Linked DNA regions of Mus musculus: all the other regions are linked to region 3. The links are chromatin contacts, called in public HiCAR-type and HiChIP or PLAC-seq maps. All regions are on one chromosome and are shown on one strand. Each heading gives the region's core, a stretch centred on a gene start, on an enhancer-like site or on the middle of the called end of the contact. The rest is flanking DNA. Distances are from core to core; before and after follow the strand shown.

Region 1 (3,866 bases), core at 699-3,198, 1.2 Mb after region 3:
TGTTGAATTTCTGTGTATGATTTGGACGTTATCTTCATCTGTCACAAGGGAAAGAAGATGGCTCGAGATTAACTGGGACATTGCACCATGGAACGTTGGTCCCACACTGCTCATTCTGGGACTTAGCATTTAGTGTTGTCGTGGGTACAGTTTCGAAGAACTTACTGGTGAGCTCCCTCATCCCCTGTACCTCCACCTCAAGAGGCCTCCAAGTGAGACTGGGGAACTAGCAGGGAGAGAGAGCCCAGTTCTCCCTCATAGCTCAGCTTTGCTCTGCAGAGGTGCAGTCAGGCGGCTTTGCTCTGCAGAGGTGCAGTCAGACTTTTGCGACATCCTAGCTGTTTCCACTGTGCCACCCAAAGGTGACTCTAGTTCAGTGCCACCATGCACGGTTTTACACTAGACCTGTGATTACTTGCCCACTTTCATCTCATTTTGAACCAAGTAACTGTAATCGGGGACTGTTTTAATAATCCAGCAAGCCAGATATGGCTCTTATAACCTCAGCACTGGGATGCTGAGGCAGCATGGCAGGGTGAGTCAAGCCTCTCACACAAACACCAACAGCAATCAAATTAAAAGAAGACTGTGGGATGTAGCTGGCTTCTTAGTGTTTCCCCGTCTTTTATGACTCCCCTGCGCTCCACCCAGCCTCGCTTGTAGCTTGCCCTTGCTGGCCTGGGGAAGTGGATGCAGAAGAATCAGAACCAAGTTTGTCTTTAGCTACAACATTCTGAATTGAGTCCAGCCTAGGCCTACATGAGACCCTCAGAGATCTGTCTGCCTCTGCCTCCTGAGTGCTAGGCTTGAAGGCGTTTGCCACCACCACCCCGCACTGGTCTTCCTGTCTTATTCTGCCTGAATCCAGAGCCTTGTTCAAGCCAGGATGGCACTCTACCCACTGAGCCACACCTTCCTACATCAGGGCGTTCTTTAATTATAATTTTTAAATGCCTTGGTCATGGAGAATTGAATAGCTAATTCACCCCTTAAAAACAAAATTTCCTAGAAATATTTAACGCCATTAGTAAATAGACTTTGGCATTTTACCAATTAGGAATTATTTACTTTTAAATAGTCAGTATGTGGGGCTGTTTGCACTAACCTGGATAATTTTTTTTAAGCAAAGACAAATGATAAAATATGGAAATGCAGTTTGCATACTTTAAAATCATTATTCTTGCTAAAAAAATTTCAGCTAAAAATATAAATCAGGACAGACAACTGATAGTAGCACATGCTTCATAGGTTTTATCACTGTTGCTCAGACCACACCCTGGAGGGAGAGACTTCTGAACATTGAGATGCCCCGTCTTAAACCTTTGGAGATTGCCATAAAGTCCAGGTGACCCTCACAGATGCAAAATGACACAAAGCACGATTCCAATTCTGAAAATTGTTAAAAATACAAACCCACACCTAACTTCCAAACATTACCATCAGGCTGTGGCCATCCACTTCCTCTTTCCTCTTGACCCTTAGTAACATCCGCGGATGGACTGTTCTCTGTTCTTTCACTGGGGCCGTTGGATGATGGGATGTAGCAGCCAGGGCAGTGCACGACAGGCCGGAGGGGCTCAGCCTCTCTCTGCCAAGCCCTGTGGATAACGGATGGGCTGTCAGCAGTGTGGCTGACACGGCCCACACTCCCCTCCACAGGCTTCTTTCCCAGTGGACAGTCTGGCCAGCTGTCTGGGCAGCAGGAGAAGTCGTTCATCTCCAAGTGAGACCTGTGGGAAAATCCTCACTGGCCCATAATTGATTCCACTCTGCCAGCCCCATCACTGAAAGCTGCACTGAGACTAGCAGCGGCTGGGGAGGGCAGCTTGCTAGGGGCTGCTGGGCCGAGAGTAAAGGCCGTTAAGGCCGCCTGCAATTAACACTAATCTCAAAATTGGCCTCTGACAGCAAAGACTAGCACCTGACAGCTAATTACTTGTGTCAGGCTGATGTGCACTTCATATGGAAAGGATATTTATCAGAGACTGGCGTCACCCCTCCTCCATTTAGATTGGTTCTTCTTAGCAGGAGAAGTGAGGAATTGTTCTGGCTTCCTTCCCAGAAGTCCTGGAAGTTCTCAGAGTTGATCTCATAGAAAGGCTAACCTTTGTAGGGCCTGGTGCAAGGGCTGCTGAACCATTTCACCTGTGCTGAAGGCAGTGACAGCAATAGGCAATGCAGCTCAATGTAGCAATGGCAGATGGAGAGTCCAGCTAAGCTGCTCACCATAAGAGCCTCACCATGGAGAGAACTCATACATGGCTTATTTTGCAAATGGAATTCTGAAAGTCAGCTGCCTTGGTGAGTTTTCAATGTTTTCACAAAGTTTCATGTAGCTTCTAGAACATGTATGTGTGACACACATGGGTGTATTTCATTAAGAGGGTGGTTTAAGTTGCCTTCCCAATAATAAAAGTGAGTGGGGGGGGGGAGCTGGGGAAGAGCTGGGATGGGGGTTGGGGGGAATCGGGTGGGGGTTGGGGGAGTGTCCATAGGACTGTGGCAACCCATTGTAAACTCCAGTCCACACACATTTAGTTCTTCACATTGGTTGATTTAGTGTGTGTTTTTATAGGTTTATGTGTAAGACACTTTTGTCTGCACACCTACAAGTGGCATCAGATTCCATTACAAACAGTTGGGCAGCACTTGGTAGTGCTGGGAATTGAACTTGGAATCTCCAAAAGAGCAGCCAGAGCTTTTAACTACTGTGTCATCTCTCCCGGCCCCTGTGAGAAGCCTGCGTGCGGAAGCACACAGGTGGAGCCTACGTTTGTATGGAATAGACAGCAGCTACCAGGCTGAGAGCCAGAAAATAGCCAGGAGGCAGGCAGGCAAAGGAGAGGCTCGGAGGCAGTGGAGTGCAGAGAAAGGAAGGCCATGTATCCAGTGCCTGCTATGGGGAAAATCAGCTGGGCTGAAGCCTAGCAGGAGTCTGACCAGAACGAGGCTGATGAGCAAGACCCGTGGTCAGCCTTCCCAAGGCTGCACCCGAAGGTTTCCATTTCAGCACTTTACTTTTTAAAATTAATTAATTAATTAATTTATTTATTTGTTTTACTTTAACTAGGCCTGAATTTCACTTCTGGTCTCAATGTTCTGTTGAAGACCATACCAAAGAAACCGCTGAGAGACAGCAGGCCACAGTCCTGTGTCTCGGCTGGCTGAGTCCTCGAGTGTTAACTTTTTGTTTATAAAATGTCGTCTTCCCCATTCAACTCCATCTCCTCCATCCATGTAAATCTCAGTTTCAAAGGATTCTCTTCCCCAGCCCTGTGCTAGGGGCGAGGAGATAGCAGGAGCTCTGTGAGATTTCCCAAAGCCCGTGTGTCTTGAACAGAGAGCAAACAGGAAACAGGTCTTCTGAAAACCCAGGAAGGTAGAACTTGTAACTGTTTAAAACGTCAGAATTTTCCAAGTCATCATTTATATGAATTTTGAACGAATTTTGAATTTTTAATATCATTTATTTATACGTGTACACAATGTGTCTCCATAGTTTCCGGCACCCCCACCCCCCCACACACACACACCCTCTCACTCCCACAGGAATGATGTGTTTCATAGTCAAAGAAAGTATGACGCCATCCAGACCTTCATGACATAGAGCCATGGGGATAAGATAATCGGGCTTGCGCATTGAGTCCTTGGAGTCTCTGGGGCTGAGCTCAGGCTTTGTGTGGTGAGTGAGTCTTCTCACTGCTGTTTCCAAATACATAGCAAGAAGCAGCTGAAGTGGCTGGAGACGTGGCCCAACAGGTGGGGGAGCTTGCTACTCTGTCTCGGGAGCTGACACCCAAAGTCACCTATAAGTCAAGTTCCAGGACCTTAGGAGCACCTGAACACAGGTGCAAAATACTCATGTC
Region 2 (3,739 bases), core at 719-3,218, 1.9 Mb after region 3:
GGGGCTGCCTCCAGGTGAAGACAGAGCCAAGACTTCCTGTTTGCTCTTCAGAACTCAGGCAGAAGCCTGACCTATAGCCATGTCTATCCTTGGTATATATATTCACATACATGGACATTGTGCATACTTTGGTGTGTCTGTGTGTCTTTGTGTGTGTGTACATACATGTGCAATATCGCATCCTGGGAATCTTTCTGTCTCATTGCTTAGCTTTTTCCATTTAATTTTCTCAGAGAAACATGGCTTCATTCCAGGGACCCTAACCGGGGTTTCTATGGGTGTCAGGCTGCTCTGACACAAAACAGAGAAGGAAAGGGGAGCTATTATGTTGTAAAATATTGATTTGGATGTTTATTGGCTTGTTTATTTGTTTATTTTGCTGCAGAGAAATGAGAACTGGAAAGAGCATACTGGATATCAGCTAATGTTTTCTGAGCTTCAAATGCTCTCACGGTTTTGGTCTGTAAGTTGTCCCCGGTGATGTTTAAGTCTTGTTTGTTTTGTTTTGAGACAGGTAAGACAGGGTTTCTCCAGGTACTCCTGGCTGTCTTAGAACTCATCGTGTAGACAGGCTGGCATCTAGCTCTGCTCCACCTGCCTCTTCCTGGGATTAAAGGTATGCACCACTGCCTGGCCTGATGGGTAATCTTGACTGGACTAAAAGATGCCCCAGTAAAGCCTGCTTCTGGCTGTGTCTGCCACAGGGCCTGCTACACGGGACAATACATAAGTGAAGGCAGTGTCACCCTACAGGCTGCAGTCAGATAATCTGACCCTCCTCGTCTACCCCATCCTGCTGCCTTACCACAGGCCAGGAGGCAGTGGGGCCCAGGCTGAACCCTCTGAAATCATGCTACAAAGGAAATCTCTTGGGCTCTAAGTAGCTTTTCTCAGTCATTTGTCACAGCAGTGGGTGTCTAACTAAACGGCCCCGCTCCTTTCACTGTCCTTCTGGACCCTTGGACCGGTCAGTTCTTTATGATCTCATTACAAATGCCCGACATCTCAGGGAAGACAGGAGAGCAAGGCCTCCTCAGAGCACAGAGGGGTTGACACGGGTCCAGAACTTTTATACTGCAAGTCTCTGGTGGCTCCCCGCCATTTAAAAGCATGTGTAGTGTTTGGCTCTGAGTTATCTGGCTGTGACATCTGTCACCTCACTGATCGCAGGGTTGATTTGACTGATCTGGCTGGCTAGGCAGGGGTCTAGCCCTTCCCTTGCTGCTCCATGTTCACCTCTTCTGAAGCTGTGTGCTTGATAGCCTTCCCCAGCATAAGTCTGCTCTTCAAGGGTATACGAATAGCTGTGCTTGGCCCTCTCTGCTGGCTAGTTATTGTTGACTAACCCTCTCCACCAGAGTATCATGTCTGTGAAACATATTATCATTTCTATTGATATGGGAGGGCCTAGCGCACTGTGGGTGGTGCCATCCCTAGGCAGGAGGACCTGAGCTGTAAGAACTTTAGCAGAACAAGCCCAGGAGAGCAAGTCAGTAATGAGTACTCCTTTGTGGGTTTTGCTTCCGTCCTGCCTCCAGGCAGCCACCTTGAGTCCCTCTTGATGGAATATAAAACTGTAAGCTGAAACACTCGCCCCATCCACATGGGTTTAGTCAGGGTTTTATACCATCAGCGGAAAATCAAATAGAATAATCTCCAAACAAGTGCCCAACTGTGGATCAGTATAGTTGAAATTGCACATAGAAATCCTATGGAAAAATTGTATTTTTTACATTAAACTCTTTGGTTTAGCTTTTATAGCCTTGATTTGAGAAATCCTTTTGGTTTCCCAAAGATTCATGCATTTTATCACTTAGAACGTTTTGGAGCCTGGACTTGATTCAGTCAAACTCTCTTTGAGTCTTTGGCTGGTTTCCACAGTGGGCTATTACCATTTCCTGCTGCAGGAAGGCAGTGCCTTATGCTGGAACTAGATCACAGAAAACCTGCAATAGCCACTTCCTCCAGGCACTCGTGTGTCAGCAAAAGCTGAGTCCCCAGCAACCGCCTCCGAGCCTTCCCCTTTGTTTCCCTCAGTGATGCTAGGGTCTTGAAACTCAGCCCAGTACAATCATTGGTGTTTGAGCTGGCAACTGGGGGTCTAATTGCCAACTAAGATGGATATCTCTGGCTCTGGAGAAACAGCTGGGATAGGACATTGTTGCTTCTCTGCGGCAGGCAGCTCATGGTAAGTAGGCACTGTGGGCATGGGGCAGCTCGAGGTTCAGCAGGATCCTCAACGGCACCACGGCATTAAACAGAGGGACCCATCAGTTAATTCTAGGGGTTAATATGTAATTTCTCAGAAGTGAGATCCAAAGGTGGTTTTGCTCTGTTTTGCCTTTTAAGTTCCAGGCCTGTGGTTGGTTAGATACCATCATTAGAAGGATGCTCCGGGGCTGAACAAACAATGATGAGCAATTATCTGGGTCTGCAAAGCAGATGTGTTTAGGAGAGATTGGAGGCAAACTGTGTATAAACTCTGACAGTTATCCAATTGTCATGCTCTGGAGCTGGGGATAGAAGCTGTGCAAAAACTTGTGAGAATGACCATGATAACAAGGCAGGCAACATATGGTGGCTGGGCAGTGAGAAAGGAACTGGCTACCATGAAGTCTCATGGGTACTGACTTTAAGATGTACCAGGGATATGTCAGGAAAGGGGGAACAAAATGTGTTTCCTTCTTAAAGAAAACAAATGAAAGGACCTTGGCTTAGTATACTAGCCTGTTTGCCTGGAAACCTGATAGAAATAGATGTGAGCTGTGTTGCCAGGCAACAGGGCTTATAGAGAGAATGACCTATGACTGACTGGCCAGCCTCATAGGAACTGAGGGAGGCCATGAAGAAACATAACTGATATGATAACCCCGAGCTTTCTCAGTGCAGTGACTTGCCACTGGGCACTTCCCTGGATGAGGCCAGGGAGTTCTGGCTGTGGGATCCTAGTGGCAGGAGGAGTCTGATGCTACAGTCCTCACCCTTGACCTTTGACTTAGCTCTGAAAACGAGTCCTTGGTCTCTGGGACTCTTTCTGCTATTTCCTCTACATTGTCCAGGGGAGCTATCACTGGGCAAGGTGTCTTGGATTCTGAAAGATCTTTCTAGCTGAGACTAAGCCTGTTAAGAGTATATATGGTAAGAAGAAAAATACTGGGATTATTTCTCTATTGTAGGCAAGAGATCAAACAAACAAACCAACAAAAATGTGAAGATTTCTTTGTCCTTGTTAAAGACAGCAATATCCTGGTGTGATGTGATGACCCCACCAATAAGCCAACATATGCCCTTAGCATCCAGGACAGCCAGTGTCTGATGGTGTGTTATGCTTAGTCAAGAACTATTGGGAAGCTGATATCAATACTCAGTTACCTTATTTCAAGCCTCGTGTGAGTTATCCGGGCAGATACACATCAGTCTAACCCTTCCCTCAAGCAATCTGCATCTGCTTTGACGGAGACCCCTTAGGACTTTGTCATTTTGTAAGGGAGGGGAATGGTGAATGGATAGTTACTCTTAGAGTAGCAGAAGTAAGCCTTCTGTTGGGGGCCACTTTAGATAAAGTGTCCATTTGTTTTTCCACAAGCTCATGCCCGAATGCTCCAATCAGCTCATCTTCTGCCTACTCTGTAATTATCATCATCGCCATCACTTCCATTATCATCGTGGTCAATATTATCATAGTTTACAGTATTTTCTGGGAACTGTCATAAACACTTTATTTAGATAATCTTACTAA
Region 3 (3,850 bases), core at 1,123-3,622:
CCATAGATGGTAAGAGATGAAGGAGGGGAGGAGGGTATCTCTACTTCCTCTGCACAACAACCCAACAGACAAGAGGCAGTGCCAGCTCTCCTACACTTGTGCCCTTAGGGCTAGCTCACTCACAACCCCCACAACCCCCAGCTATACTGTGCTGCTCAGGTGAGGTATAGGGACTGCTCTTTTGAGTGCTGCAGCAGATAAGGAGCAAGGCCAGTTTTCCTGCTTTCATGATCCCAGGACCCACTATCACAGGATGCTTTGGTGAAGGATTGGGCCAGTTCTGTACAGCCTTCAAACATCAACCTTTCTCTGGGCAGCAGCCCAGAACAGGGGCATCCTTCACTTTGCCTTTGGAGGTAACAGAGTTCTGTTACTGTATGGCTATGGACCCAGACATGGCCTTCTGTAACAATGCGGGACTACATCACCATGGTCCCAGATGACATCACAGGCTACTCACATCAGGATGTTCCTCACTCCAGTTCTGCCTCTCCTCGTGTGCCCATACCCTTCTGTTTCTCTTTGTCTTCCAATTCTCTACCGCTTACTTGCTCCTCTTACTAGCACCTAGGGTCTCTGAATGTCTGGGGTTGTCTCAGGAGTACAATGCCCTGTTCATGCGTTATGGTGCTAGTCAGGGGTCCTGTCAGGCATGGCCTATCCCCTTAGGCCTGCATAGCCCTCCACTGGCAATCATCTCAGGATACCTCTCTGCCCAGACCCCATGGCACCATTCTGATGGTCATCTCAGCCCTGGACACTGTATGCTTCCCCATCCCCCCACCCCTGCCCCCGACAGGCCCCTCATGCCAGACTGGTAGCTTTTCTGACAGGCCTTTTTCCAGAAATGTGAGGTAAATTATTCATGGGTCAGAACACTGAACTAGACATAGCTTCTCTCCTCTCTGCCATCTACTGGCAGACATGTGATATAGCAGCCACACCTGTAAGGCTTCTAGATGGCAGGGCCTCTTAAGGTACTTTTGTTATTGTTGCTATTTTTATTATTGTTATTGATGTTACTGTAGATTTTATGGCTAATAAGGCTTGTGTCCATCATCCTAATATTTGTCTAAACTTGCAATATGCAAAGTAAATGTCTTCTTTATTTTGATAATTCTTTTTGTGTTCTTTTTATTTTTTTGGGCATTCTTATGAAAGCTGTCCTCAACCTCATCTGATTTTGTCTTAGAAGCATGGCCAGGGGACTGGTGGTGGCGGGGCTCTCTACACCAATATAGGGTAACTAGGTTGGTTGCCTGCATGGAGGTCCCAGAAACTCAGAAGTCAGGGAAGCCCAGAGCAGAACAAGGAAAGGACTCATGAGATAATTGCAGAATGGAAGTTTCTTATACTATTCTGTACCAGACTCGGACTCTACGGTCTTCACACCCACTGTGAGCGTCTTCTCACAGATAAGACCTCTTGGCGTTTGCTTGTTTAAACAAAATCAGAGAGTTACTGACATATTTAAGTGTATACAGAATTAAGACAACTTTTGAATTAAACTGCTCAACAAGAAAACAGTGTAAGACTTGTTACGAACAAAATATATTGATAACTTAGTAATGGACACCCCAGAATCAGTAAACAATATGATTGGTTTATTCTTGCTAAGTAAAATTTTCGAAGAGTTTTAGTAAGGGTAAAATGTGTTAGACTGTGAAGCAAAACCGTTTGAGTGGTTGGATTCCATTTTGACTCTGACAGAAAGACACCTTTGTGCCTTGATAGGTTAGCTTCCCAGTTTAAAGCGCTCAGTACAGTACAGCCTTGATGAGATGCAGAACTGCAGTTGAGGGCAAGCATAGTGCTGGCCAGGGAAAGATTGTGCAACGGGGAAGTTTCATTTCTAATTTCGGGCCTAACTTTTTATAGTTAGAAAACTGTTTCAGAAGTTTGGCGCAATCTCAGTTCCACAGTCCCATACAGAAAATATGACTTACCTAGGAAACAATGTCTTAGCCCATAGAGCTGTGTCTGAAGAACAAGGCTAGAGGATGTTGCTTGATTTAAAAGGGCAGTGAACACGGGATGGTGCTGGACCAAGGCCCCCTTATCTTGTTACAAGAGCTCAGAGGGACCTGTTAAAAAGACATTCTCTTACTGACTGGAGATGAGGAGCTCCGAGATGCGGAGGCATTCTAAGCTGGAAAACAAGGTGTGAGCCTAAATGTGGCTGAAGTGGAACAAAGGCGTGTAAGGATCTCGGATTGCCAACAAAAGTAGCTGCGGTTTCCAGGGAGGGTGGTTGGAAAAACCTTGGTGGAAGGAGAGTCCCTCGGGAGGTGGCAGAAGGCGCAGCCCCGCCCTTAGTAGCTCCGCCCCTGTCACCCCGCCCCCACCCGCGCGGACCAATAGGAGGCCGGGATGTTAGAGTGTGGGAGGTGCGGCCGTGTTGCTACAGCAGGAACTGGGCGGCGGCGGGTGCTGCCTGCGGAGCCTGAGGCGGCGCGTCATGGACGGACTGGAAGGTGAGACGCGAGGGGGATGCGACCGCGGGGCTCCAGCGGGCCCGAGCGACCGGGGCCTGGAGTCTGGGGGCAAGTGCGGCCGGCCGGCCGGCTCTGCAGCGAGGTCCCCGCGCTCGCCGACACCCGGGGCGGAGCTGGCGGCCCCTTACGGGAGCGGTGGCCGCGGGCTGCCCGCCGGGCACGGTGCTCGACTTCACCGCGGGGTTGGAGCCCCCGCGTCCTCACTTCTGCAAGGCCTAACTACCATGTCGGGTCCTTTCTGGACCCCTGAGTTTCCTGTGGGCACTAGGTGTCTCTGGTCGAGTCTTATCTTTGCAAAGTGTATTCTTGGTTAAGGTTCGCGACGCCCGGGTCGCCAGCTCTTGCTGACCCCTCAGGACCTGCCCTGCCTCCAGCGAGCTCTGGACACACACCTTGGACAGTCGTAGGTCCATTCCTTCCATTTCTACCGCACCTTGCTCGGAGAGATGCCGGAGCATCTCCCAAGGAAGTGTCCCTGGCGAGCTCTACAGCAGGGACAATAGCTTCAACATTAATGGTTTATTCACGAGGACGGTCTAGGGAAAAGCCAGCTTTGCTTCCTTATCTTCACTTTATCCTGGTGCCTTAGCCATGGCTTCAGATTTTGTTTTGTTCCCAGTTCTTTCCCTTTCTTCATCCATTTTAATCCCGCGCTAGGACAACATTTCACTTAAAAAACAAAGGAAGGAAGAAAAAAAAAATCTTAACAGTGGTGACAACAGTTTCAGGATTTAAAAAGACTAGGGATCTTTCTGATATACAAGCTTTCAGAAAATTTGGATCCTGCTGCCTTAAAATAGTTTTTTTTTCTCTCTTAAAATTGTTTCACCACTTACTGTACTTGGAATGAATAGGGGACTTGATCCCTTCATTTTCTTGTATTATAGATAGTCAAATATTTCAGGACATGTTACGAAGTTAACAGTGGTAACTGATAACTCTTCCCCAGTGATTTAAGTGTACCAGAAAGAAAATATAATAATATGATTATGAATTTTATTTCACAATGATATTTTGCAGTTAAGCTTTCTCCAAACATCTTGAAGGTGATAAAGAATTCTAATAGATCATTTATGCTGCAGATTAGCTGTGAAGGTCTTGCTTGGTGTACCACTCAAATTAACATGAAATGAGAAATTGTAATGACAGCATACCTTTCAAAAATCTCCTATTTTTGGATACCCCTACAGGCAACTCATTTTAGTGATTTACAACTATACTAGTATAGGGACTGTATAGAGAATAGAGTTGAAACATAGGTGTGAAGACTTTACAACGCTATCATACTGCATGAAGAGTGTTTAAGAATACTTCCCAGATTTTTACTGATCAATATTTACAGTGAAAGAAATATT
Region 4 (3,631 bases), core at 213-2,712, 1.7 Mb after region 3:
AAAGAAAATTAGCCGGGTGTGGTGGCACACGCCTTTAATCCCAGCACTTGGGAGGCAGAGGCAGGTGGATTTCTGAGTTCGAGGCCAGCCTGGTCTACAGAGTGAGTTCCAAGACAGCCAGGGCTACACAGAGAAACCCTGACTCGAAAAACAAAAACAAAACAAAACAAAACAAAAAATTAAGAAAGGCAGGGGGAAAAAAAACAGGAAAGAAAGCCTGAAATAGGCTCAAACATACGAATTTTTAAATTAAGCTTGTGCAACATGGTGGTTCACACCTGTAATACCAGAACTCGAGATACTGAGGCAGGATCTTTGTGTGTATCCCTGGCTGACCTAAAATGTAGACTAGGCTGGCCTTGACCCTGTTTCAAAAATCGCTCCCAATAAATAACAGATAAATCGACCTCACTTTGTGAATTAATGAGTGTAAACGTGCTAATGTTTTCCAAATAGAGCATAGTTAATGGGGAGGGTGAGTTTAAGGGTTCTTAATTGGCAAGGCCTCTTTCTGAAAAACAAAAACAAAAAAGTAAACTAATATAACTTAGGGAGGTTCATTTCCAGCTTAGACCGATGTAATCACTCTAAATTCCATACGCGATGCCAAGAGCTTTTCTCAAAATCCTAAAAATTAATTCTCATCTACACACCCTGTCTTCGGAGCTGCACTCCCTTCGCGGCCGCACGCGGCGCCCGCAGCAGCTGACTCCTCCCCGTTCATGGGGAAAACCCTGCCTAATATTTATAACGCTATGACATACTGTAATACTCACAAGGTGGTTGTAGAAGTATAAACACGACTGGAGATATCTGATTGGCTGCTGGTGATGTAACACCCATGTCAATACTTCCCACTGAACGCACGTGTTCGACCTTTTATTTAAATTTCCATTTCATCACAGCAATAAGACACTCGGGGCGGTGCATTTTCTGCGAAACGATCGTCGCCCGGGGCCAGAGGTGCTGCCCGGCGTACACAAGGAGCCCAAGGAGGTGTCCTCGCGAGGGAGGCACCGCCTGGTCCAGTCTTTTGTGCAGGAACAAAATAAGTTCACTTCCTCGGGCACGGCCACCCACCCCTCCCCCGGCAGATGACAGGGCCGGGCGCGCTCCCACCGCACTTACTCCTGGAGTCCCAGGTGAAGTCGTGGCGAGAGCCGGGGACCGTGCGCACGGGCGCGCCGCGGCGAGCCGGCCCCTGACACCCGCCAGCTGTTTGTCCTGGCCGAGCCGGCCCCGCCCCGAGACCCCAGCCCGTGCCCCGCCCGCTTCCTTCCCGTGGCCGCACCCCCGCCCGCGGGCCCGAGCGGCCGGCCCCTTTCCCGGTCCCCGGGCGCCCCCGGCCCAGCCCAGCCCGGCCCAGCCCGCCCCCTCCCCCGGCCGGCCCCCACCCTCTCCCCCTCCAGCGGTTACTGCTACCCCGGTGCATTGTGGGCGCACGGTCCGTTGTTCATTTGCCATTCGACCTCCGCCAGGGCCTGGTCGGACGGAAACGCTCCGCCGGCTTTATTGTCGGCTCGCTATGTGGCGGAGCCTGGCGGCTTAGCGCGCCTCTCGCGTCCGCGCCTCGGCAGCCGGCGGCGGCGACACGACTCCCCCCGAGGACGGAGATCTGTTGGCGGGCCGGTGTGTGCGCGCAGCGCTGAAGCGGGGCAGCGGAGGGGCAACCGCACTCCTCCTCAACTTCGAAGGCCGCACGCGCCCGGCTCGCCGCTCCGCTGCCCGCCCACCGCTCCGCGCGGGACGCTGCCCGGAGCGCGGCGGGGCGCGGGTGGAGAGGACGCGGCTGGGACGGCGGCGGCAGTAGACGCGTGCGGCGGCCCGGGAGCGAGCGCGAGCCGGCGGGAGGGTGAGGCCGGGCCGGCGGGAGCGCAGCGCAGAGCGGCGCAGCGCAGCGCCGGGGGCGGGGGCGGGGGCGAAGCGTTGGGGGAGCCGCGGCGAGCGCGCGGGACGCGGCCGGAGCCCGGGCGCGAGCCGAGGCACCGGGCGGCGGCGGCGGCGGCGGTGACCGCGGCGCGCGCCATGTCGTTCAGTGAGATGAACCGCAGGACGCTGGCGTTCCGAGGAGGCGGGTTGGTCACCGGCGGCGGCGGCCCCACGAACAATAACGCTGGCGGGGAGGCCTCTTCTTGGCCTCCGCAGCCGCAACCGCGACTGCCCGCGCCGCCCGCGCCGCAGCAGCCGAATGGGCGCGGGGCCGACGAGGAAATGGAATTGGAGGGCCTGGAGCCCCAGGACTCGGAGGCCGCCGCCGGCGCGGCCGCCGCCGAGGACGTCAAGGAGTTGCTGCTGCTCCCTCAGGACACGGGCGGCCCCTCCTTGCTGGGCGGCGGCGCGGGGGGCCCCCTGCTAGCGGAAAGGAACCGTCGGACTCTGGCCTTCCGCGGGGGAGGCGGCGGGGGTCTCGGCAACAATGGCAGCAGCCGCGGCCGCCCGGAGACCTCGGCGTGGCCCCTCAGGCATTTCAATGGGCGAGGGCCGGCGGCCGTGGATCCGGAGCTGGACGCGCTGGAGGGGAAGGAGTGGATGCAGGACGGGGCGTCCCTGAGCTACAGCACCGAGGAGGAGGGGGCGAGCCCGGGCGATGGCAGTGGGGCGGAAGGCGGCAGCTGCAGCAGCAGCAGGCGGTCGGGCGGCGATGGTGGGGACGAAGCGGAGGGCAGCGGTGTGGGAGCTGGCGAAGGAGAGACTGTCCAGCACTTCCCGCTCGCGAGGCCCAAGTCCCTCTTGCAGAAGCTCCAGTGCTCCTTCCAGACCTCTTGGCTCAAGGACTTCCCTTGGCTGCGGTACTCCAAGGATACCGGCCTTATGTTCTGCGGATGGTGCCAAAAGATCCCCGAGGATGGGGGCGGCGTGGACCTTACCCAGGTGGGGCATGATGAGCTTTCGCGAGGGACCCGCAACTACAAGAAAACCCTGCTCCTAAGGCACCACGTCTCCACCGAACACAAACTCCACGAAGCCAACGCCCAGGTACCGTAGATCCTGCCTTTGCTTTTCGACCACATCTTTTGGGAAAGGTTTATCAGTGGGGAAGACTAAAACTAAAGTAAAGAAGGGGGGAAATTAAGATCCTCCGGGGGAAGACTCACTTCGTTCCGATCGAGAGAGGTTCGCGAGAGCTTATGCGTAGGGGTTTAGAAAGCCTGGAAACAAAGTTTTCCAAAGTTGTGGATCTATTGGGGGAGGAGGGGTAGAAGGACAGTTTTCTAATGATATCGCTGGGTTTATCTTCTTTTTCGAGTTAGGGTTTGCCTGTGAGATTGAATCCGAGAGAGAGGCTGGGAGAGGTTGGAGATTTTAACCTTTGATTGACTTTCGGTCAAAAAGGATTTTTTTTTTTAAGTCAGAGGAGATTTTAGAACTGTCCCTTCTTGTGTTCGTAGACACTAAAGTACTAGAAGTAGCCTGAAGAATGGATTAAACAGTTTCCTTAAGCTTCGGTGCTACAGGCTGTCCACTCTTAAACTCGTGTCAGGTCGAGATAATGTGAAATATGAGAGGCTTATGCAAATGTACAGGAAGTTAGTTCAGTAGGGTAAATAATTTTACGATGTCCGTCTCTGTTAAACTTGTTTGGTATAATCATTGTACACTTTAGCTAGTTACTTACTGATATTTCTCTTCT
Region 5 (3,523 bases), core at 638-3,137, 1.5 Mb after region 3:
ACAGAGAAATACTGTCTTGAAAAACCGGAGGGAGGGAGAAAGGAAGGGAGGGAGAGAGGAAGGGAGGGAGAGAGAGAGAGAAGGAGGGAGAGGGAGGGAGGGAGAGAGAGAGAGAGGGAGGGAGGGAGGGAGGGAGGGTGGGAGAAAGGGAGGGAGGGTAGGAGAGAGAGAGATTGAGGGAGAGAGAGAGGAGGAGGGGGGAAGGGAGAGGGAGGGAGGGAGGAGAGAGGACGATGAAAGGGAGGGAAGAGGTACACATTGGCCAAAATCCAGATTAACTTTTAAGTAGCAGGTTCCAGGTCCCTCTTTTCAATTACAGACTTCATTAACCCCACCACCCAAAAGCACGCTCAGCCATGCTGGCTGCTGTTCTAACAGAGAGCACTGAGAAGTGGCCACACTAATAACGCAGCCGGCAAGAACTAAAGGATGCAGGGCATCTTCCCCAGTCCCTGCTGGGGACCCTGCCACTCCGCCCACTCTCAAGCCTTAATGACAGCCCCACCGTCCCCACTGTGAGCCCTGCTCTGATTCACAAGCCCACAAGTTAGAACTAGGTCATCCCCCCTCTTAAGTGCTGGGTAACGGGGAAGCCCAGAGATCCCACATGGGTCACAGGCAAGGGAAGTGTGAAAATGAGAAGAAAAATGCTTTTCCCATGCCCTGTCTCCCACAGACATTACTAACAGCTTCCAACTTCTAGAGGGCAGTGTTAGCCTGAAACTATCAACATATGTGGGTTTCTGAAAATCCAGACTATACCTCAAAGGTGGCTGCTATAACCAAGCACTGAAGCATGCTGTGTTAGCACACACCTGTGCCCTGCAAACGTCCAAACCCCCAGCAGCTTGGATCAGAGGTGCCACAGTCTGTCCTTCACTGTCTTCTAGGTTTCCCAAGCTCTACTGTTTAAAAAGAACAAAACGTAACCAATTCTCCACAGTAAGGAAATAATTAACTTCTTCTGGGAAAGCCAAGTTGCTTCCTTGACTCTGACAGAGGAGTTCATTAAGCCATCTCCTCTTCTTGGCAAGCAATAGGATCCTTCCTGCAAGCTGGGAAGGAGGCTGTCCCCACTTCTGCTGGACCCTATGTGGGGATCAATTCAGACTGTCACAGCCTGGTTTCCGCCTTGTGAACAAATCCGTGTCCCACATGGGAAGAAACAGCTGCTTCCAAAGGTGTGGTGGTTTTTCATTTTCCCTTTTGGAAACTGTGAGGTGTACATAGCTATTTGTCTACATGGCTTTTGGTCTCCCAAGGGAAAACCCAAGCCTATCTTCACCTTGATACTTGTGGTGTTATTGTAGCACACTCACCAGGCCCTTGAGTGTGGTGAACGGTTTTGAATGCCTAAGCATCCTTTACTAAGACACTGCCTAGGCAGATTTTAAAACTGTACCCACTATTTGACCCCAAGACCCTCCGTGTCATTCACCATCACCGCACATCCACAGACCTCTAAGGAGCATAGAAACAGACGGTGCCAACTTTAAAATTCATTGTCCCACTCTAAACAGTTAACAACCAAAAATAACTTCCCATGTTGAAGAACACAGCAGAGGGAACTCACTACACAAATAGTTACCAACGTTCTGTGTAGGTGAACCAGGCGGCGAGGTGTTCCCGCTTGGAGAGAGGTAGAGGTAGTTCTTGTTCACTCCAGAATCAAAATCAAAGGGGGATTGGTAATCATCAGCCAACTCCATATCTCTGCACTCCATGCTAGCTGAAGGCAGCGAGCAAGGCGAGCATGGCGCTGCGGCAGCCTGGGAGCCCCGGGCTGAGGGAGATCCGGCTGACCTGTGCAGCCCAGGTGAGAAGAGGAACCGGGCTTAAAGCCCCGCCCAGCTCCGGCCCAGAGGAACCGGGCTTAAAGCCCCGCCCAGCTCCGGCCCAGAGGAACCGGGCTTAAAGCCCCGCCCAGCTCCGGCCCCGGCGTGGCTCCGGCTCCCACGAGCAGGTCTGTAGTGACTCCTCCCTTAGGAGGGCCCTAGTCACCACCTGTCGCTAATTCACTGAACAAAGAATAACCGGGGCAGAGGGAGTGGCCTTCCCTCTGTACACAAAGGAGGCCCCCCACTCTGGAGCCCCATTCAGTTGTACAAACACTAGACACTAGCAGGAATATTGTTTAAAATACAACTTTTTTAGACCGGTCATCTGACCACATCGTCGGCGGGGCAGACTTAATCTTCTAGGACAAGAGAGGATTATCTGTCAGTAATCTCCCCGAAAATGCCATCTGGGTGATACTTTTCTTGCACCCTATATTATACAGGATTCTGAGAGCTTGGCATCCCGTGTTTAGCAAGCAGCCTTTTAAGCAGAACCTAATACAAAAATAAAGCTAGACCCATCATCCTTTTTTTTTTTTCTAAAGCAGAATCTGAATAACTGTCAAACAATTTTAAACTGACTCTTTGGAAGAATGAGGTTTTCATAGGAAGTAGCTGGAAGGTGCAGGCAGCTCCCACCGCTTCCGGGGTGGGGGGTGGGGGGGCTGAAACTCCCACAGCTGGGGGCAGGGGGTGTTTCAGCTCCTTTGTTTAAGCAAAGTCAGGCATGCCCTCAGGGCTCTACAAAGAACTTGTTTCTTTGGCACACCCTCCAGGCAGAAAGGGAGCTGGCTGGTAAAACTTTACAATCACCAAGTCCACTTCCTCCATCCCAGGCCTCCAGAGACCCTGCTCATGCTCTCTCCATGGCTATTGCTGTGACCCAACAGCGCTTGCAGGCCCTTGGTGGAACTAAGTTAAAAGGAGGAAATAGGTCAAGCCAGGCATGGTGGCTCATGCCATAATCACATTACTCAGAAACCTGAGACAGGGGGATTGCCATGAAGCTAGCTGGGACTTCAATGAGAGACCCCATCTCAAAAACACAAAAACAATACATAATCTCTGGAATCTATTTATAGTCTCTGAAATGTAAGGCCTGAGCTTTCTATTGTGTTGTTTGTGTGGGCTCGAGTTCATGTCAGTAGGAGTCAGAACAGGTTGACAGAATCCCCTAGGACCAACACGCAGTTATGACGCACTATATGAAGTCAGGGAACTGAACCTGGGTCCTCTGTAAGAGCAGTAAACAATCTTAACCCAGGGCCATCTCTCCAGCCCCCAAAAGCAAACCATTTTAATGATGAGCAGAAATTCCAGTGTATGACTAGTCTTCAAAATCTCTAAGATGATCCATATTCATCTCAATTTATGACTGATTCTCGTTTCTGTTCTTTTTAGGTAGTCGTGTGTACTCTAGGGAATGCCTTTGTCTAATTTAAACTTTTTGAGAATTTATTTTTAACAAAAATATTTATAGTTTCCTCCTTAAAGACAACAAGATTTTGGCAGTTACGAATGCTTGCTGTTTAATTGAAACCATGAATTGTCACAAAGAGGTGCAATGGCTCATCCTTGAAATCCCAGACCCAAAGAGGCTGAGGCAGGAGGACTACTACAGCTTGGGCTATGTAGTGAAGCCCTGCACAGAAAGGACAATAATTCTGTTTTCTTTCAAACGTCAG
Region 6 (3,653 bases), core at 423-2,922, 1.5 Mb after region 3:
GGCCCAGTCACTAAACAAATAAATAATGGGGGAAGGAAGGGAGGGAGGGAGGGAGGGAGAAGGGAAGGGAGGGAGGGAGGAAGGGGGAATGTGGTATTCTGCCCTATCATGCATACCTCCCTAAACTGACAGCCAGCAAAAATCACACCAAGTAGAAGACATTGGAAGCTTCCTGAAGTGGCAGCCCTGAGTCTGGGGTATGGACGGGGAAACAGGTAGTAACGCAGATGCTGGCTTTCTCTGCTTCTCTCCTTGACTCTGCATTAGAGCATCAGCTACTCCTTGACCACACTTCCAACCAAGAGTAGCCATCGAAAAGTTTATCCTGGGAAAGAGGCCAAAAGCCCTGACAATGTATGGAAGCCTGCCAAAGCAGGAGCTTTCATAATGCATGCCTGCAGAGGCTCATGGGTCTAGAGAAAGGGTACAGTGTGAACAGAGGCATCTGTTTGATAGTGAGGCCTCCTTCCCCACACACACTGCAGTTGTTTTCTAAAGCTAGGAGCCCGGGCTGTGGTCTTTCAGGAGACCTAGAGTTGCCAGATAAAATACAGGACACCTACTTCAATTTAAATTTCAAATACATAACAAGTGTGTTTGTTTGTTTTACTACTAGCTTATTCCCCCATAATATTGCAATATATTTTACTGAATTTTGTTTTCATTATTCACCCAAAATTCTTAGGCATCCTAAATATTTTTATTTGCTAAGTGTGCTGACCCCAGGGCAGTTCTGACTTGCTGGCTAATCAAGAGGCAGCTCAAAGCACAGTCTGGAAGTCATCATAATCCAGAAGACCAGCCTTCCCTGCATGGACGTGAAAATTCAAGGCGCTAAAGGGCTAAGAGGCCCAAGAAGTCAAGACTGACTTTGGAAAGAGATCAATTTAGTGTCGTGTATTAACACTGGATTGCTTAAGGCAATATTATAGCTATCTCTTATATCCTCACAGGTGTATAAAAGACGGTGGAGATGAAATGAAGAAGTTAGAAATGTACAGAAACAGGTATTGCCTGGGAAGAGTACTTAACAGTAATGGAGGTTTGACGTGCAATCCCTAAGGAGGAACGGGAAATGCTCTCACCGCATTGATCTGGGCTATGTTGATAAAAGCTATAGACCACTTAACTCCCCTTGTATGTTTTTAAGCCACTCTGCATTCTGGGCATTTATCAAGCTACGTTATGAGGGCTGGGAAGGAAGAAAACACAGAAGCAGCGCAGCCCCCTTTCTCCTGAGCATCTGCTGTTGCTGCTGTCAAGGGGTCTCATTTTTCCCATCTATCCTGAAGACAACCCAGAGCATAAATATCATCACTATCTTAGAATCATTGATAATATTGGTTTTTTGGTTTTGCTTTTGTTTTGTTTTTGTTTTTTTCAAGACAGGGTTTCTCTTTATAGCCCTGGCTGTCCTGGAACTCACTCTGTAGACCAGGCTGGCCTTGAACTCAGAAATCTGCCTGCTTCTGATTCCCGAGTGCTGGGATTAAAGGCATGCGCCACCACCACCACCACACACACACATACACACACACACACACACACCCGGCAAGCTCAGCTTTCCTAAGTATAAGTTCCAGTTGCCTGCAAATAGGCTAGGCTAGGACCACAAGAACAGGAGCAGTGCTGAATACCCAGCATGGCCACTGCTCGCTCAAAGGCAACGCTACAATACTGTTACTATGTAGCTGAATCAGCACTGGCCATCACTATCCTGGGCCTCTCACTGAAATGTCTCTGGTTCAATCTCCTCATCTCTAAAATCTGTGGTCATGCTTTACGATAAAACCACCACATACCAAAAGTATTTAAAATGTACTCTACTGACATAAAATTTATATACCATAAAATCCATTCTTTGGAGAGTTCACTGGTTTTAAGTTCTCTTCCCAACTTATATCCATGCTTACTCCTCCCCAAGGCTACTAAAGTTACAGTCAGGTGACAAGTCCACAAGGACAAAGAGTACACAAAGTTAAGTGATGCTAATTGATCTCCCAGGGCTGAGCACTGGGAAGCGGGCAGGGGAGGAGGCCATGCACATTCACAAACAAGCATCAGGAGTTGGTGGTACAAAAGAGAGTTCAAAAAAGAAAAGAAAACAAACAAAAAACAAGGATAAACCCAGGCGTGTAGTGCACACCTTAAATACTCAAGGGATCAGGATAGGAGCGGGAGAATCACAAGGTCAAGATTATCCAGGCCAGCCTAGGCTATCTGAGGCTCTGTCTCGAGAATGGGGAAAAAGCAAAAGGATGAGCTGAAGGGCTAACAGGAAGTGGGCAGTCCCTTCTTCCCCAAAAAGGCGGTAAGGAAGAGAGATGTGGGAGGCACACAGACAAAAGTAACAATTAGAAAAATAATAATTCACAAGGGAAAACAACTATACATATTGAAGGAAAAAAATGGACTTTTGAAGTTGTCACTGTTACATTCAAGATGAAAAACATTCTTTGGTTGGTGCATAACTCAGTGTGTGTGTGTCCCCTTGCACAGCAAAGATGCACAAAAATATGTGAATCCTGCCAGGCAGCAGCGCTGTACACCTTAATCCTATCACTAAAGAAGCAGTGGCCAGCCTTGTCTACAAAGTGAGTTCCAGGACAGCCAGAGCTCCAGAGCTACATAGAGAGACTCTGCCTCAAAAGTAAATAAATAAATAAAAACAAATGTATATATTGCATATATGTGTTGCATATAAATATGTTGAGTGCATGTGTGTGTGTGTGTGTGTGTGTGTGTCCTAATCTTCAGACCCTGTGACAGGAAAAACAACTTTATAAGGTAAAGCCAGAGATGCTGAAACAGGGAAACTAAGCTAAGGAATTTTGCCTAAATTATTTCGTAGGCCCAATCTAAAGAGCCAGGCATAGTGGTACATGCCAGGAGTCCCAGCTCTAGGCAAAAAGCAAATTAAAAACAACAACAACAACAAAAAACAAAACAAAACAAAGGAGTCCCCTCTGACTAGAAGCTGAGACATGCCACAAAGAAACACAGAGTGTAGAAAACATGAGAGGAAGTTGACCCTCTGTTATTATTTCAAGATGGATGAAGACAGCCATGAGCCAAGGACTGTAGAGATGAGCTAGAAGCTAGAAGAGTTCCTGACTGACATCCATCAGAAATCAACCTCTGCCAATGACCTTAACAAGCAAAGCACTGGGATTTCTCAAGAGTCTCCAGGAAGCACGCAGCCCTCCGAGGGCCTTGTTCTGTACATAGCAGAGCACTGATTGTCATAGTTATAAAGTGGCATATGATTCAACCTACTATACAAAGTAAATTTCCAAAAGGTGAGGCAGAAGATAGAACTGAAAAATAGAGAAGAAAATTACAAGACTGATCCAAGAGGCCAACCGTCCAAAAGGAATTTAAGGAAGAGAGATGGGACAGAATTTCCAGACTGAGAGCATTCGCTGAGAACCCAGAGCAAGGTGCACACTCAGAACAATGGAGACAAAGACCCCACAGTGTTAGAGATGAGGGAGAAGCCCCATGGACAGCAACATATGTCACTGGTGCTCTTGAGAAATGAAGATAAGGTGCTTATGAAGGAAGATAAAATATTGTAACTTGTGAGTTGTTTAGGAGCCCACTGCCCCGGCCTGGGACTGAGAACAAAGCAGAACAGCCCCCAGGCATGGTTG
Region 7 (3,431 bases), core at 574-3,073, 1.4 Mb after region 3:
CAGCTGTCTTAACTCTACCATGTTCTACATACAGGATGGCAGCTTCACTTAGTAACATTAACACAGAACAGTATTTTCAAAACAGAACTACAAGTTCTCAATGGCCCACTTTGTTGAGAGAGAGAGAGAACATTTTGTGTATTAACTGTATCCTATTATTCACTGTATAAAATCTTACCACTATGTTGTGTTTTTTAAACATGTGCTTGTGGTAAGGATAGTATAAAAATAAATGCATTTGGCCTTACTTCCCTACAGATAAGAATTTATATTCCTCATCATCATCTTTGGTATCTTACATGTAAGAAGGTCAAATATCATCCTCCCAATGACCACTACATACAGTACAGTACAGCCACCTCCTGCCTTATTCTGTGATGAACAAAGAAAGGAACCTGCCTGTAGGACTGGTCCACAGGCAATTCCAACCTGAGGGTATCCTGAGTGCTTTCTCAACAAGGCCAACAACACAACTTTTAACTAACGTTAGGAAGAGACTGCATCCCCAAAGGCAAGTGACACAAACTGCAAACCTTAGACAACCTTGAAGTGGCCCTAGACCTTGAAGTCTGGTTCTCTTATGCCCTCCAGGACTCTCACCTCTGAGAACTTCACCATGCCCTAGTGAAAGCATGAAATAGAACAAAGACAATACGCCATCCACTCTCAAAGAGCAGCCCACCACCTCACGGCCCACCACCTCCTAGGGGTTTAATAAATACTAAGACTGATGAGCTGTGCAGATGAGCGAAACCTGACTGCAGTGAATTTAAGTAATAAGAGTAGATTTTCACACTAAAGTAAAACATAGTTGAATATTTTCTTTTCTTTTCCATCGTGAAACTGGTTCTTTCCCATAGGACGTAGAGGATGTGATGCTTAAAGGCAGCTGTTTTGAAATTTTTTGCTTCAGACCATCTTGCACTAGGGAAGACACAGTGGGTTAAAGCAAACAAACGAACACCACCGAGTTCCCAGAGCAGCATGGTGCCCCGGTCATCTAGGATAGAAATGTAACAGTTAGCTTTATTTTCTACTACTTTAACTCAACCAAGATTACTCAGGCTGGAGCCATGCTAAGGCACCATGTTATCAATGGAAACACGCAAACATCTGTGGCTAAGGCGTGTCTACCTTATTCATCTTTTACTCATCCTGATCCATTATCTATTTTCAGTTAAAAATCATTAAAATCCAGCATGCAAGAATCTAAACACAGAACAAAAAGAACCTATTTTTCCCATGGGGGCAGTGAGCAGATGTCAATAGCTGCAGCTGTGACTATATAATTACCTGTTTGCATTAACACGGACCACAGTTTAGATTTAATAGGTCAGATGACAATACAGCAAAATGCATGGAGCCTATGATTACCCCTTTCCAAACATTCTCTCACTCACAACTTCGACCCTGGGAACATAGCAGCCACAGACTTAGGTCAATAAGAAACACTGGCCAGCACAATAGGCCTTGCCTCAAACAGTGCTGTTGACAGACAGCAGCACAAAGGAAATGAATAGAGCCCCCTCAGTTCTCACACAGAGCGCAGAGTGACTCAGTGCACTGCTGCTTTGCTGCTCTGTTTGAACAGTGTATACAGCTTTTGTCCTCAGCCACTGTTCACAGCTCAATGGGGGCTAAAGAGCCTAGGAAGTGAAGGCGGAAGAATGCTGCACACTTGTCCCCTTGGCCAGCAGTTGTACCCATATGTACATGACAGGTCAAGAGAGAGCTGGGAAGTCAGTAGGTAAGACTTCTTACCCCAGTGAAGTCAGTTTTGCATTAAAATAGAGCTAGGGCCAAACAGTCCAGTCACTGAGTTTGGTGCTGACAGGGTACTGAGTCAAGCACTGTTGTTGCTCTTTTATACTTCTTTCGTTTCTGTCATACTTCTCTTATGAATCACTTACAACCCCCCCATCTCCTCTCATCCCCCTCCCCCATCGCCTCTCATCCCCCCCATCTCCTCTCATCCCCCTCCCCCATCTCCTCTCATCCCCCTCCCCCATCTCCTCTCATCCCCCTCCCCAAGCTTCTGTTAAGTACAAAGAGAAGTCTGGACTGGCTCAAAGAAGAGAAGCGAAGTAGGCCGTGTGCCAGTAGAGAATGCAGGAACAGGGCTGAAGGCCATTGAGAGGGCAAGGTTCTGGTAGTGCTCTGAGGCCGCCCCAGACTGGCAGAAGCCTTTCTGGTCTGTTTTTTACATGTATGTTAACATGCCCCAAGCACATGCACGCCTCTCTTCCTGCATCTTTCTTAGGTTAATCGGGTATAAAACTAAAGCACCTAAGTCAGAAGTCAAACAGCGTCACTACAGACCAACGGCTTCCATTGACTTAAACGGCTTGCTTGACAAAGGCCAAGAAACTCCAGCTAGATCAAAGCACCAACTCACGTCCTAAGTAAATGTCCCTTCCCTAACCAAAGATGTCTTGGGAGGTTTATCTGAACTTAAGCATGCATGCTGTAGGGTTCAACTACACTCTAATCTGGTTCTACCAATTGTCACTTCTGTTATTTCTTCATTTAAAAATTAAGGTCTTAATTTTCCTCATCTGCAATAGACATGTCCAACTATTCAACTATTTCTTTTCTTCCCCTCCTCCCCCCCCCCCCCCCCGGTGATTTTGAGACAGGGTTTTTCTGTGTAGCCCTGGTTGTCCTGGAACTCACTCTGTAGACCAGGCTGGCCTCGAACTCAGAAATTCGCCTGCCTCTGCCTCCTGAGTGCTGGGATTAAAGGCGTGTGCCACCACACCTGGCGTACCAACTATTTCTTAATTTTAAAATGTCACTTATTGAAAGGCTACAGTATTATAATTCAAAATATGCATATACTGTATACTGATAACATCAGGATAATGACTGTCTCCTTTCCAGGCATCATCATCTCTGTGTTAGGAGCCTATAAACATCTCCTGGAGTAATCTGAAGTACATGAAGAGCTGCTGTATACTAGAGGTATGCTAGTGTGCTGTAAAACATTAGTGCAATCTCCTTCATGTGCTTTGCCCACCTTCACGCTCTCTAGCCGCCCCTCCCCCGCCATGGGAGCCTAGCCTCCCCAGCTGCTAGCTACACTCTTACTCTGTGTCAATAAATAATCATTGAGATAATAATAATACCTGCTGCCTTGGCTCCTGTGAGGACAAAAGAGGTTATTATGTGTGACGGACCTAACAGCCTGGCACCAGGCAAGCATTCCTGAAATGTTGTCTGCAAGTTTAACCCCAATTGCTACTAGGACCACTTTCAAATTCTACAGCTAGTGTTAACAATCACATCCTCTTGCACCTCCTCAGCCAAGGGACTAATGCATTCATGACCCAACAGGAAATGTATTTCCAGATGACTGAGATTGCTACATCTTGTGTCCATGAAGATATTCATTTACTAAGAGACTGTTTTCTGCTAGTAAACTGATTCCAGTT

The links. HiCAR-type assays count read pairs that join an accessible place to other places. HiChIP or PLAC-seq counts read pairs in DNA pulled down with a chosen protein or histone mark.
Region 1: a HiCAR-type map of astrocytes shows a contact between it and region 3, with 5 times the contacts expected there. The contact joins the promoter of C230057A21Rik here to the promoter of Zc2hc1a in region 3. A contact is called at or near these places in 2 of 39 promoter capture datasets (the 3T3-L1 cell line and liver) and 1 of 115 datasets of contacts at active chromatin or transcription factors (astrocytes).
Region 2: a contact with region 3 is called in a HiCAR-type map of astrocytes, with 4 times the contacts expected there. The contact joins the promoter of C030034L19Rik here to the promoter of Zc2hc1a in region 3. A contact is called at or near these places in 1 of 39 promoter capture datasets (the 3T3-L1 cell line) and 1 of 115 datasets of contacts at active chromatin or transcription factors (astrocytes).
Region 4: a contact with region 3 is called in a HiCAR-type map of astrocytes, with 8 times the contacts expected there. The contact joins the promoter of Zbtb10 here to the promoter of Zc2hc1a in region 3. A contact is called at or near these places in 6 of 39 promoter capture datasets (the 3T3-L1 cell line, frontonasal cranial neural crest, hippocampal neurons and 2 more), 1 of 484 Hi-C or Micro-C datasets (muscle stem cells) and 1 of 115 datasets of contacts at active chromatin or transcription factors (astrocytes).
Region 5: a HiCAR-type map of astrocytes shows a contact between it and region 3, with 6 times the contacts expected there. The contact joins the promoter of Tpd52 here to the promoter of Zc2hc1a in region 3. A contact is called at or near these places in 2 of 39 promoter capture datasets (the 3T3-L1 cell line and liver) and 4 of 115 datasets of contacts at active chromatin or transcription factors (astrocytes, embryonic stem cells, large pre-B cells and 1 more).
Region 6: a contact with region 3 is called in an H3K27ac HiChIP or PLAC-seq map of epiblast stem cells, with 6 times the contacts expected there. The contact joins the enhancer-like site here to the promoter of Zc2hc1a in region 3. A contact is called at or near these places in 3 of 39 promoter capture datasets (cranial neural crest, embryonic stem cells and hippocampal neurons) and 3 of 115 datasets of contacts at active chromatin or transcription factors (astrocytes, embryonic stem cells and epiblast stem cells).
Region 7: an H3K27ac HiChIP or PLAC-seq map of embryonic stem cells shows a contact between it and region 3, with 5 times the contacts expected there. The contact joins the enhancer-like site here to the promoter of Zc2hc1a in region 3. A contact is called at or near these places in 1 of 39 promoter capture datasets (hippocampal neurons), 2 of 115 datasets of contacts at active chromatin or transcription factors (astrocytes and embryonic stem cells) and 2 of 9 other capture datasets (embryonic stem cells and embryonic tail).

What each region holds. Positions count from the first base shown.
Region 1 is chr3:8,734,691-8,738,556 of GRCm38.p6, forward strand. C230057A21Rik (a long non-coding RNA gene) reads right to left here and starts at 1,949. Exons shown (of 3, transcript XR_878672.2): 1 at 1,438-1,949.
Region 2 is chr3:9,401,052-9,404,790 of GRCm38.p6, forward strand. It overlaps C030034L19Rik (RIKEN cDNA C030034L19 gene), which reads left to right and starts at 1,969. Exons shown (of 4, transcript NR_160691.1): 1 at 1,969-2,188.
Region 3 is chr3:7,501,054-7,504,903 of GRCm38.p6, forward strand. Zc2hc1a (zinc finger, C2HC-type containing 1A) reads left to right here and starts at 2,373. Exons shown (of 9, transcript NM_173181.3): 1 at 2,373-2,474. The coding sequence starts at 2,459. It also overlaps the pseudogene Gm23592.
Region 4 is chr3:9,249,105-9,252,735 of GRCm38.p6, forward strand. Zbtb10 (zinc finger and BTB domain containing 10) reads left to right here and starts at 1,463. Exons shown (of 6, transcript NM_177660.3): 1 at 1,463-2,976. The coding sequence starts at 2,026.
Region 5 is chr3:8,962,259-8,965,781 of GRCm38.p6, forward strand. It overlaps Tpd52 (tumor protein D52), which reads right to left and starts at 1,888. Exons shown (of 6, transcript NM_001025262.2): 1 at 1,589-1,888. The coding sequence starts at 1,724.
Region 6 is chr3:9,006,794-9,010,446 of GRCm38.p6, forward strand. No RefSeq gene overlaps it. Among named protein-coding and RNA genes, the nearest start is that of Gm46832, 19 kb to the right of the region's middle. Within about 2 kb of position 1,673, at least 14 of the 459 cell types and tissues checked have an H3K27ac peak or open chromatin away from gene starts, as enhancers often do. A contact at or near this core is called in embryonic stem cells and epiblast stem cells, where this site is marked.
Region 7 is chr3:8,864,853-8,868,283 of GRCm38.p6, forward strand. All of the region lies in intron 2 of Mrps28 (mitochondrial ribosomal protein S28), which reads right to left. Among named protein-coding and RNA genes, the nearest start is that of Gm52600, 34 kb to the right of the region's middle. Within about 2 kb of position 1,824, at least 132 of the 459 cell types and tissues checked have an H3K27ac peak or open chromatin away from gene starts, as enhancers often do. A contact at or near this core is called in astrocytes, embryonic stem cells and hippocampal neurons, where this site is marked.